2 separate regions of the Arachis hypogaea genome follow, and region 1 is linked to region 2. A link is a contact called in public Hi-C data. All regions are on one chromosome and are shown on one strand. The core of a region is the stretch at or near the end of the contact, and the rest is flanking DNA. Distances in the headings are between cores, read along the strand shown. Region 1 has its middle 5.9 kb from the start of LOC140184428. Region 2 overlaps LOC112796678 (cytochrome c6, chloroplastic).

Region 1 (7,216 bases), core at 1,877-4,376, 51 kb before region 2:
AACTAAAAAATAGTTTTTATACTTTTTCAAATACTAAAAATCTTCAAAGTCTCTCAACATAAATATATAAGAAGAGTTTAATTTTATTTATAAAAAATATTAACTACTAAAATTAATCATTATATATTTTTACATAAATAGATATAGTTGGTATATATTTAATATAGTTGTTTATTTATTTATATGCACTAATGCACTAGTATTAAATTCTTTTACGTTAAATTTTAATTAGTTTTTATTATCTACTATATGTATCTGTTATATTTATATATGAAGAGGACAAAGAGGATTGAAAACGAAATAGTAACCATATTAACTCCATTCTTTTATTATTGTACATATTTAATAAAAAATAAAAATGATGTCTATTATTTATCTATTAGTATAAATAAAGTGGGTTTTTTAAGGTGTATAAGTTATTAGTTATTTCTGTGTATGTATGTGATAACACTTTCATGTAAAATATTTGTACATCTACAATACAATGAAAATAAAACTCGAGAAAAAAAAATCTTCAAAACATTTTGGGATGAGGATTGATTATTTATGAGTTAATCAGGATTTGGTTAATACTAATTCTAAACAAGTAGTATTAAAGATACTGTTCCCGCATGTGCTTTTGCTACCACTTCGTCCCTACACCAACATAATCACAATTTAATACTGTCTGCTAATTATTAATTATGTGCAAAATAATGTATAAATTTATAATAAAAAAATTGTTAGACCAGTGATATACAATTTCGTTTCTTGTAAAAATAGGGAAAACACAAATTTATAGTGGGTTTGATTTGCGTTTTTAGTTTAGTATTTTTATTTTAAAAATTTTATATATAAAAAAACGAAAAACTGTAAAAATAATTAAATATTGTTTTTGTTTTTACTTTAATTTTTCTTAAAATTTTAAAAATAAAAATTCAAACTAAACACACTTCTAAATTTTGGAAAATCTACTTATTGAAAAGAGTAACCTTAAATTTTTTATTTCTAAAATTGAGATAATAAACCTCCAATCATTTTAATTAATTTTAAGATAGATCTATCCTTAAAAAAAAAAAAAAGGGGCAGGTTGGTGGAATCAGTTGAGGGATGCTCTCTTTTTGTCTTTAGCTTTGGGTGGTTTCTCTGTCTTTGGTTGACAAACAATGACATATTAGGCAGACCAAATGGAAGGGCAAAGGAGAAAGGACCACAGATACATACATTATTAATTTATTATACATATATAATAATAATATGAAAACCTTTTTCAATAGTATCCTCTGATTAATGGATATAGTGTCACATGCTTTTGCTTTTGTAGTTTTCCTCTATCAAATTTGTATTATTAATTAATTAATTAATATTATATTGTTGCATTGCTTGCAATCTCAATTGATTAATTAGGTCGTAGTTGTGACTTGTATATATGTGGTGGTTGTGGATAAAACCCTACATATTAGGGCTGCTCCCTTTACCAAACGTATTAGGGTTCTCTTCTTTCTTTTCTTTATCTTAATTTGGTCCCACTTGTGCCTTTGATAACTTAATTTAGGGTCCAACAAGAGAATTAACTACTTTTTTTCCCCAACCCATAATATGATATAGGGCGAGCAGAAAAAAATGAATTTACTGATGAATAATATTAACTCCTTTATAAATATTCTTTCTTAAAAAATAATCTAAGTTGTCATTATAAGTTTTAATATTTAATCATATAATATTAACTTAATCATCTGTACTATTTAAGAGTCATATAAACATAAATACCTGATTAAATCACTATGTGCAAAATAATGCATACAAGAGTTAAACTTTGATTTAATATTCCCTCTAATTTTGTCTTTCATGAATTTCAATGTAACAATTCTTTTCTTTTATTTCTTTTTTCGGATACTGGATTTCACGAGATCCTTAAAGGAGGGAAAGGCTAATTTAATACTACATATGATACTAATTGACTCATGAAAATGTACTTTACTCTTAATTCTTAGGGCACTATATCATGAAAAAAATTTCATAAAATTGCTTGATTAACAGGAGAAAGTATATTAATGGTTTTAGATTTATCACATCTCCGTCAACAAAAATATATATATATATATATATATATATATATATATATATATATATATATATATATATATATATATGACGTCTTTTCAAGCAAAAAATTATTTTTTAGGATTTTTATAAATTTTGTATATTTTTAAATATATCTTATGCTAAAATTTTTTAAATTAACAAAAATTCTTATATCTTTATGTTATAATTTTTTTTATATGTATGTTATAAAAATTGATACAGTATCAACAAATTATTTGTTTTAAAAAGTTTAAGCGAATAAATTAAAAAATGACATAAATAAATAACAAAATGACCATAATTAAGAAACACCTAAATAAGCATTTGTTCCAGTGTTTGGCTAAATCAAGGTAAAGATTCCATTTTTGAGAGCAAATGACATTTCATCATGGCCAACTTTTGATTTGTTTCATCACCAACTGCCCCATTTCATTTCAACCATTATTAGAAAACACAACAAACAAACCAAATAAGACAAAAGATCACGAAGGAAACAGTATCCTGATAATAGTTCGTTAGCAATGCAACTAGTCAACTACGGTTTTCTTTAGCACTTTTGTTCTCCAATAATATAGAGTAATAATGATATTTTTTAGGTGTACGAAATGAGTAATAATGATAACGAGAATATTAGAAAGATAAAAAAAAGTTTAAATTTAGTTTATTTAATATTTATTAATTATAATAATAATTAATAAATAATAAATAAGATAAATTTTGATTGTTTTTAATTAATTTTTTTATTATCAAATATTTTCATAATGATAATGATAATACAACAACATTTATTTTTTTTTAAATATTGGAAAATTAATAAATCATCAAGCTATAAAAATAAGGAAACAAATTAAAGGCAAGACTTCCCTACTTTACATCATAGTAATAATTATTGTCCTTTTTATTGATTATTTTGATCTCTTTCTTCTCTTTTACATATATTCGGGTACGTCATGAGAATAATTTTTTTTTCTTTTTGTATATGATTTGATGCTTGGCTTACCATTGAAATCAAATTGCTACTGATTGACCAATCTTTTAGCTGATTCATCATTTCATTCAACTCGAGCTCTTTTATATTTTATTGTTTTAGTAAATATAATAATAAGGTTTAACACGTGTATTGAGTAAAGGAAAGAGCCAAAATATAGAGTATTGAGTTACTCTATTATAAGGATCAAAAGATGATAAAATTTTTCTAATTAATTTAGCTTATTCAAGGAGTTTAATGTTTAAGTAAAGGTAGGTCCATATGTTAAACATTTAGAATATGGAATGTCTACTATTCAATTAGCTGTGTTTTTTAATTTAATATTTAATTGAAAAATAATATCAATACATTTAAATTGATGTCTCATTTTTGTACATTTAATTTATAATCATTAATTTAATTACAATTCTTTACTTTTATCCACTTTTTTTTTTAACAATATTTTTCGCTTTACCAAATTAAAGACTAATTTATTGTAGATTAAAACTTCATTTAAAAATTTATCATTGACCAATAAATTTTATTTTTAGTTTAATATTTAAGTTAATACCTCAAATTGACATCAATTAAAAAATACAAATAATATACCTATAAAATTATGAGTCATAAAAAAGCTGGTATGGAAGTTAATCTATAATAAAAAAAATTATGGGTTAAAATTATGTGAGCAAAGTACGAAAGAGGACGATATTATTCCTAAAGTTAATAAAAAGGTTAGTAGCTCTAACGCGTGGATTGGCATCTCGAAGGTTTGAAAAATTTTTTAAAAAAATTTAATCTGAAGAATAGAAAATGGAAAAAATATCTCTTTTTGGGACGATTGTTGGATCCCTAACTTTCCTAAATTAAGGAAGCATGTTGTGATCAATCTTGATGAAAAAATGTTTAATGAAAAGGTGTGTGACTATACAAATAATATGGGTTCTTAGAACTGAACAGTGCTAAATCAGGTACTGCCAGAGAAAATTATTGACCACATTCATATTTTAAAGGCCCCTAATCTAACTATTGGAGTGGATACGATCGAGTGGCTTCCAGGAGTAGATAGTAAATTTACAATAAATCAGCCTACGATGCTTATTTCAGAAATAGTGACAACATAAATAGAATGTATAAACATCGCACCTTTGAAAGATTAAATTACCTCAAAGGCTCAAGACCTTCAGTTGACTTCTCACTCATGAGGCTCTTCTAACAAATAGTAAAAGGAAGAATAGAAATCTCACTGAGAATGACAGTTGTTCAAGATGCTATGGAGAAGAAGAGACGTTGCTCCATGCTTTACGCGATTGCCTCTATATCCATACGGTATGGATTAGCATCGTTAACAGAGACTCACATGATACTTTCTTCAATCAATCTTTCTAATATTAGATAAGAACAAATCTTTTTTTAGTTTTTCGGAATCAGTATGGGACTTCATGACCCATAATTTTCGTCACAGCTTACAATACCGCTTAGAGATGCAGAAATGACCTCATATTCAAAAATAAAATTTTACAAATTAACCACCTACACCAGATGATTAGAAAAATAACTAAGAAAAATAATTTTACTTTGAACATTACAGTGCATCGCAACAAACTTCTAAAAGATACAAAAAAAGAGCTAGTTGGCTAAGAGCCTTCGAATTGGAACTGGATGAAACTTAATTAATGTAGATGGCTCGGTCGTCCTTCAATCCGATAACAGAGGTGCGTGTGGTGGAATCATTAGAGATTGGAATGGTCGCACCATCGCCATTTTAGCATGAATATTGGGGCTTGTACTATAACTCTAGCAGAGCCATAAGATTTATGTGTTGGAGTTAATCTTGTCTCCGAACTTGGCATCACAAAAGTGATGGGATCAGACTCGAAATATGTTTTGTCACTGGTCCAAAAGACGTCGCCAAAAAATATGGCAACTCATCACTAATCATATTCATCCAAAAAATTGTGGTGAAATTGGAGAGAGTTGAAGTTAGGCACATCTTTAAGAAAGCCAATTTTTGTGCCGATTACCTTACTAAAGCTGGTCAGGGATATCTCCAAGGAGTCAATTTCTTTGAAAACCTTTTTTTTAGATCAATAGTGAACAACTCGACCATTTTAGGGAGTACAGAGTACTAATATCAAGTGATTAAATTTAATCCCCTTCGACATTGCCATCAAGGATCAAAATAATAAAAAAAAAACAGAATAGATGATAAACATAAACTAATAAACAAGTAAACAATGCATATAGAATCAAAACATTCCTCAAATGTAATACGTTGAATTAGATTTTTTGTTGTGTACTTCCATCACCTGTGCTGCATAAGAAGCCAATGGACTCACTTTTTCTACTTTATCCATCTATAGTTCTCAATTATTACCCTTGCTCACTCTTTTCTTGACTTGTATTTACTTTCTCCTTTGAACTCCACATTTGTGTTCTAGAATATATGTTTTATGTTGCTTGTCTTGTTTCTTAAAAATCTCAACTCCCAATTTGTATCCATATTTACATGTAGCCACTTTACAATGTATTTATTATCAACAATCATTTTTATATCTTCTTCTTTTACTCCTACCTCTTCGAGAACAAATTGCAAAGACATTTGCAGTCCCACCAGTAATGCATATTTCATTGACTCATGACTCACCAAATTACCCATATAACAGTGTATTTCTTCATTTGGTTCCTGTAAATATCTACCAACACAAAATATATTTCTATCTGGTTTATATCAAATACAGTTCTACCATATCCATTTTCTGTCTTCTTCAAATTGCACTTTTCTCCTATATACACGACTTCTCAATTTTTTCACCTCATACCATTGGTTTATTATTCTTTTACTTTTTTCCACTCACTTTTTCATAAAACAACTTTATTCTCAAAGATTTTACTATTCCTACAATTTCAAACAATCTACAAAATAGCAAAGAATAACATAATTCATTTTTTTTGACATATTGCACACATTACAATTGATCCAACCCTCAAACCAAGTTCTAACATCGTTTATTTCTACCCAACACACACAACCCGCATTCAAGGTCATAGATCACATTTTTGAGCAAAAAGAGCAATGAAAAAAAAAGTGATTTATCGACTCCTGCCCCTTCTCACATAAAGCACAAGTCCCTTCACCTTGGCTTATAATTCCCTTCCTTATTAGTTTGTCCTTTGTATTCAACCCATCTGTTATTACAAAATCACATGAGCATCTCAATTATAGGTAGTACCAACCCTCTTCATAGATCATCAAAGACATGCTTTATAGTTGGCTCCCCATATATTTTTTCTTCGGCTACATTGATGAATGATTTTACATTGTATCTTCCATCCGACCTAAATCTCCATGAGGTATTATCCCTGTTACCTGCACATAAGAACACACTATCTAAAATGTTATTTAATTCTTCTATTTGTACTCTCTTCCTCTCAAAAAAATTTTTTTGCCATTGGAGACTCCACACCCATGATGAACCGATCCACACCCACACTCATATATAGTGCTATTCTTCTTATGAAACCGCAAATAGCCTTGGAAATTTATCTTATAGTGATACATTCTCAACCCATATATCTTTTCACAACCTTATTTCTTTACCATTTCCAACACATTTTCTCCATCCATCCTTGCAAATTTCTCTGTACAACTCATTCTTCTTTGCAAGGTTCATAATTTCCTTCCATGGACCATTGGATCCTTTATCATTGTGCTCTTCAACCGGCATGCTCTTGTCTACATCATAACAAGATCTAATTACTCTCTTCCACAGTGGTTTATTTTCATCCGAGTACCTCCACCACCACTTAAACAACATGGCTGCATTTTTCATTTCTATATCCCCAACTCCAAGTCCTCCGTGCTCTTTAGCCTTTTGAATAGTGCTTCATTTGATTGTTGGCATAAATTTCTTTTTTTTTTGTTTCTCCAGAAGAATCTCTTTTGCACCTGTATAATTTAATCCTCTTATGTCCTCTTATATGCAATTCATCGGGATGATGATTGACTTCTAAAAGTTGATATTTAGCTCTGACATCAAGCTAAAGCACTTCAGAATTCTTTTATGATTTCTCAGGACCCCTGTTTTAGGAGGGCAGAAGAGAATAGTATCGTTCGCAAACTGAAGGTACGAAAGCGATACCCCTCTTTTACCCACCACTAAACCATATATCATCTGTACACTT
Region 2 (6,804 bases), core at 1,692-4,191:
ACAATCAACTGTTTCCATCAGTTTTAGAAGGTTAACAGGAAAAAGAATTAGAGAAAAATAAATAAACATTTGTACACAATAAATCAATAATTATATATTTGTGTATAAATATATATAATTTAATTTATTTTTAATATATATTTATATTAGTGATTGATTTTAATGTATATTAATATATTTGTATGAAAAATTATATATTTATGTGTCATGCATGAATTATTTTAGAAAACATGACAAGTATTTTGGACATTGCATTTGTTATTCTTTAAAACAAAAGCTGACCTTTTATAATTTGTTTGACCAGTGTATGTAAGTAGATTATGATTTAGTGATTTACGTTTTAATAAGAAGCATATACGTACGGATATTAGGGTTTTGCTTCCACAAGGGATTGGACAATGTACAATAAGGACACCACCTTCTGAAAAATGGTAAGACTATTTTCAAAGAACAAAACTTGAAAAAATTGGTTATTTAGCAATTAGAATAACGGTTAAGAATAATAGAATATTGAATTTGAAGATGCGTGGATAATATTATCCGAGAATTAATATTTTAATACACTAGCTTCTAGTAAGATTAGTAACACAACCCACATCTGCGGATATATGTTGAACCTGTTCTAATCCAATCAGAGTGAATTAAAAATCAACCCATAACGAATAAGATCTAATTTGAGTACCGAACTTACTCGATCTATCCGTCTAATCGACCTTCTTAATATATAATATGTAATGTTCATAAAATATATATATATATATATATATATATATATATATATATATATAGAATAAATAAATAAAGATTTGAATCTAAATTTTTGTATTTTACACAAATAATTAGTGCCACTAAATTAATAACTGAATTTCTTAATTACAAACAAATAATATTTGATATTATAATATATACAAAAACTAAATGTTGTGTTTAAATAAGCTCTCGACTATCAACTTCACGTAAAGTCGACTGCACTTACGTTTTCACCTTAATTATATTCTATCCTATTCTATCTATTTCTACCCCTATTTCTGTTTATCAAAGAAACAGCTTTGGCAAAAGGTGTGTAGTGGGGAATATATTCCCTTAAATGCCAGAGAGCCACAATATATATATTTTCAATAAAAGGTTTATTTATTTCAATATTTTCACAAAATATTTGACTTTTGTATTTGTTTGAGGATTGTTTAAGTTAATAGAAAAAGAAATTTTTTTAATAATTTTTTTTATCTTTTAGCACGTATTTGATAAATTTTTAGTGATAAAAATAAAAATATTGAAAAAAATAAAAAATATTTTTTTGAGAAGTATTTTTTTAAAAAAAAGATATATTTTATATAATAGATAAATAAAAAATATTTTTATATTATTATACCCAAATATAATTGATAAATAAAAAAATTTTATATAAAATATCTAAACATAAAATTATTTTTATTTTTTATAAAATTTTTTAAAATAAAATAATTATAAAATTTTTTTTAAAAATTCATCCAAACAAATCCTTTATATTTAGGTCAATAATAAAATAATATTTCTTTAGGTTCCACCAATTTGGCATGAAGAGAACAGGGTTCACCCAAGATTAGAACATGCACGTGGCTCGAGAATCATTGTTTAGAATATCGTCAGTTCAAATAAACTTTTCGTTTTAATTGTTTCTTAGTTAATAGTTAAAAAAGGATAGTGGAGCCGCCATAGCTATCCTATATAGCTACATGGTGCGTGAACTAAATAATACAATGTTGGGCATGGTTTAATTTAGTTCAAAGCATGATCTTACCTCGTTTTTAATGAGAATTGTACTTGTTAGCCATTTTATTTCTCTTGCTTTTCCTTGTTGGCTTGTTGCTTCACTTCTCAAGCTAAAAAGTCAAGAGACATTGCCTCGGTGCGTGTACCAGCGAAGTGAATGAGACTTATAAATTGGTGAAATTCAGTTTTTTGTCTCTATGTATATTTTGACTTTTGGTTAGTTTTAGTTTAGAAATTAAAGATCTAGTCTAGGTCTCCATTATAAAATCAGTTTAATAAATAGAAAAGTGTTAGACAGCTAATATGTTTTTATTAATATTAGCTAATATTTTAAATTAATATTTTATTTTTATATTATTAAAATTTAGTATTTATAATTTAAAATTTAGAATATAATTTTTAGTATTTAGAATGAGCCAAATATTTGTTAAAAATAATATATTTTATTGATCATGTAATATTGTTATAATAAATATGCACTAAAAATGTAAATTAGTTTCATCGTACCATATTTTTATACATTACTTAATGGATATTAGTGTATGTATGAATTCATTATATGGTATGAACTATGAAGAGAAAAATGATTTAGTCTATAAAACACGAATACTTTAGTCGTATTCGCGTATCGGATATATTTTAGATACGATATTTATCAACATTCATTCGACACATGTATTTATTGTATCGAATCATGTCTTAATAAAAAATAAAAAATTTTTTAAACATATTTAGATACATCTAAATATTATCACATATCAGTATGTCTAATTTTATTTTTAACATGTATTATTAAAATAAATTTAATAATAATATATATTTTTATTTATTAAAATAAAAAATATTTTAAATATTTTATATAATTACAATAAGATATTAAAAATAATTAATAAATTAATTTATATTTTAATATTAATAAAATATTAAAATATTATTATAATTTATCTAAAAAATATTTTATATATACATATTGTTATGTCTTATAAAACTTTAAAATTTGGTGGATTTAGTTATATTTACAGAGAATGGAAGTTGCATGTAAATGGATCAAAAAAATTCGATACTTATATGAATTATTTTAAGGAACTGATATATTCCTCTTGTTTTTTGCGGACCTTAGGAACTGATATGATGTTCAAATTACATATTACAAAGAAGATAGAGCAAACTGTGTGTGTACAATAATGGGCAACTCTCTTTTTTCTTGGGTCATTAAATGGCACTTTTCGCTCCTCATAGTGATTCAACTTACCCAAGAAATAGGCCCATGCAAAGAAAAAGAAAAAATTAATTAATAAAAGCAGATCATTGATGCCAAAAAAACAAAAAACGAAAAGACAAATCATTTAAGAGAAAACAAATTCTCTCAGATTATCGATATTTGTCTCCCTTTCCGGTATAAAGGTCTTGGATTTGAGCCTTAGCTAAGTCGTAACGTATAGTGTATGCAACAAAAACAAGGGGAAAAACTCGAATTAATCAATCTACTAAATATTATTTCACCTATTTGGCCGCGGCCTAACCTTTGCCTTATTATCTTATATCTTGATTTTTCTTGAATAAAATGAAATGTCTTGTCAAAAAAAATAAAAAAATAAAACCAAAACTCAAATATGAAAATCGAAGATCAAATTCTTAAAAGAAAAATGTCAGTAATTAAAAAATGAAAAAAAAAAAACACTAGACTCGAACAAAATCTAATATAGTATTCTCCAATCCTCTGATGTATCTTGTAAGCATTGCATAGGGCAAAAATAAGCCTAAATGTAGTGATTATTTTTGGATAGTTGGCCAACCTTGATCTGCCTGTGACTTAACAAACTGAGCCAATACTTTGATATCTTGGTCTTCCAAACGAGCTCCAAATGTGCACTGCCCGCGTGGCTTGCATTCTTTTCCAAACCCCTACACGATAATATAAATATATAATAATACAAAATGAGTCACTCAAATGTTACATACCCGAGATAACTTACTGGCATTCTTCCTTTGCCATAATATGTTACACGGTAGATTGCTTCTTCTGTATCAACTCCATTCCTGTGGTAGCATTAATATTTGGATTACTTCAAACATACTTAAACAAAATTCTCAAGTTTTCTACATGGACTTAGGTTGCTGTGTTGTGGCAGTTACCTCTGTAAATCCTTTGTAAATAGAGTTGCCCCCTGAAAGGGAAAAAGAAAATGAAAAGAATAAAATTTAGCTACGACATAGAAGATGCGATGTCATGCATAATTAATTATATGATAGAAGATTATGCTTACTGGTTGTATTACGTTACCACCTGCATCATGGCATCCAATACAAGATTGTTGAAACAATGTGGCTCCTCTCTGAATTTCTAAGGTTTGCGCACTTGAAACTGTACAACCAAAAGAATCTCAGAGAAGCTAGCTCCAATTATTGCAATGGTAAACTTTTCTCTTTTATTTGTATTAATACTATCGTTAATACTACTAGAAAAAAAATAGACAGAATTTATCTTATTTAATATTTATTAATTATTTTGTTATTAAATATTTTTGTAATCCTATTAAAAGTAGTTATTAGATTAGTTGATATTTTTTTTTTGCAACCAATACAGTTAGTAGTTATATCAGAATGCATCTAAAAATAGCATTTACATAACTATTAATAATTATACTAGCTGTAAAAAAAATATCAACTAGTTTATTAGTTACTCTTAATAAATACCTGGGTTAACTAATCTTTTTATAAATTATATTTATCTAATAATAATAATAATAAATGTGAAATCAGTAAAAATAATAAATATTTTATATTTTAGCTAAGAAATTTTATGTTTGAGTTGACGTAAATAAATTTATAGTTATAGTCACTACAACAATATAGATTATTTTTTAGGGTTATAATGTGTAAAAGAAAATTAAAATTTGTCAAAAAAACAAATTTTGACATTATTTTAACTATGAAAATATGTTAATAAAAGTTTTGTCAAAAATAGTATTTTTAACATATAAGCGATTGTGAAAAAAATTTAAATCTTATTTTGATAAATATTGGCTGTCAAAAATAATTTATTAGAAAATTTTGAGAACATATTTTCTGTGATACTTATTAATTGTCAAAAATACTATTTATTTTGACACTTATGGACTATAAAATATTCTCGACAAAAAATTTTGACAAAAAATTTTAACAAAAAATGAGATGTGATCTTGAAACTATCCTAAACTGAGAACAGTGTGATGTCAAAATTAACAGAGCCCAAAAAAGAAAAAAAATAGTAAAATAAATTGAAAACAAATGAGTGTCAAAATTGAGGAGTAATTTTCTACGGTCAAATTTTTCGTCAAGAAAATATAGAAAATTTGACATTTGTGATATTTGTCAAAAATATATATTAATTTTGACATTTAATTATGATATTAAAAAATAAAATGTCAAAATAACTCTATTTTCTTGTAGTGAGTCTAAAATTTAAAAGGTCTCCATTTGTTTCCGGTTTAATGTGATAAGTGCTGACGTGGTGGGTTAAATGATGACGGAATACGATTATGTCTTATCATATTAATATTTCAATTTGTTATGTTAATATTTAACTTGTCACGTTAATATTTGACAAAATAAATTATCAACATGAAATCTTGATTTAAGTAACTTTTTTATTTAGAGTCTAATAAGTTTTTATTTGTCTCTGGTTTGATGTGTTAAGTGTTGGCTTGATAGATTAAATACTGATATAACACGTTTTGTTAAGTCAATATTTTAATTTATTATGTCAGTATGTTTAACAGAATAAATTAACAATGTAAAATCAAACGCAAACATTTTGAAGTTTATTAAACTAAAACCAAAAGATAAATTTTACAGGATTAACACAAAAAGCTGTATATATTTTATATAAACCCAAAAAATTTAGGTAAATTCTATTCAATTCTCTCTCAAATAAAGGATAAGTTATCTCTTATAACATGTCTAATAACTATTGAATGAAATAAATTATGTTATTATGGTTAACATTAATTCTTAATTTAACTTGAGTTTTGTGATAAATCGGTTCGAACTTTGAGCAACAAGGGATGAACACTGAACATTTAAGAATAAGAGAAGAGAGTTTTTGAATTCCAAATTCTTGACGTGAATTGCAGAGACTGAAAATTCGATTAGTGAATCTTAAATTGTTGATATTACAAGTTTAGCTATATATATAGTGTAAATGCCACTAACTAACTATCTTACTGCTAACAGAAAAATAACTCTTTAATTAATTCTATATATGTCAGCAAATTAGTTATGTAGAGCAGTGTGAAATGTGAGTAGAAAAGGGTGAAATCTGATGGTATGAAGCTGGTTCACACCTCCCCTCCTCTCAAGGTTGGGCTTATAAAGGTCATATAAGCCAAGCTTGGAGTGAGAAGAAGAGAGGGGTGTAGGGGAGAGGACTTTAGTGAAGATATCGGCAGTTTGGTGTAATGTGGAGATGGGAAGGAACTTGATAACTTGTGCTTGAGCCTTATCGCGTACTATATAGCTGACAGTTTCTATATGTTTGGTACGTTCGTGGAACACCGGATTGGTCGCAATGTGCAATGCAGATTGACTATCACAATAGATAGCTGTTGGTCTGAGGATTGGAATTTGGAGATCTTGAAGGATGAAGATGATCCGTTGAGCTTCACATGTTGAGGCAGCCAAGGCTCTATACTCGACTTTAGTAGAAGAGCGAGTACCGGTAACCAGTTTCTTACTCTTCCAAGTAATTAGCGTAGTACCCAAAAAAAAAAAACAATAGCCGAATATTGTGTCAAGGCAGGTGGCCCAGTTACTATCTGAGAAGCCGGTGAGTTGTAAATCTGATTCGATTTTGAATAAAAGACCCTGGGCAGGAGATGATTTCAGATATTTCAGGGCTGTTTGAGTGGCTTGAAAGTGTTTACTAGTGTGGTACTCAAGAAACTGACTTAGCTTTCCAATGGTAAAGCTAATTTCGGATCTTGTATTGGTTAGGTATAAGAGTCTTTCTAGCAGTCTTCTGTATTTACTAGCATTTAGCATTGGGTCTCCAGATTCTTTAGAGAGATGAGA

The links. Hi-C and Micro-C count contacts between places; a contact is called where the count stands out from the background.
Region 1: a contact with region 2 is called in a Hi-C map of leaf, with 2.1 times the contacts expected there. The contact joins two enhancer-like sites. A contact is called at or near these places in 3 of 8 Hi-C or Micro-C datasets (leaf and an unstated tissue).

The regions. Positions count from the first base shown.
Region 1 is chr4:37,609,206-37,616,421 of arahy.Tifrunner.gnm2.J5K5, reverse strand. No RefSeq gene overlaps it. Among protein-coding and RNA genes, the nearest start is that of LOC140184428, 5.9 kb to the left of the region's middle. Within about 2 kb of position 3,126, at least 1 of the 3 cell types and tissues checked has open chromatin away from gene starts, as enhancers often do.
Region 2 is chr4:37,558,723-37,565,526 of arahy.Tifrunner.gnm2.J5K5, reverse strand. LOC112796678 (cytochrome c6, chloroplastic) reads right to left here. Exons shown (of 7, transcript XM_025839249.3): 3 at 4,020-4,117; 4 at 3,889-3,920; 5 at 3,729-3,792; 6 at 3,549-3,657; 7 at 2,792-2,999. The coding sequence ends at 2,986. Among protein-coding and RNA genes, the nearest start is that of LOC112796678, 10 kb to the right of the region's middle. Within about 2 kb of position 2,941, at least 2 of the 3 cell types and tissues checked have open chromatin away from gene starts, as enhancers often do.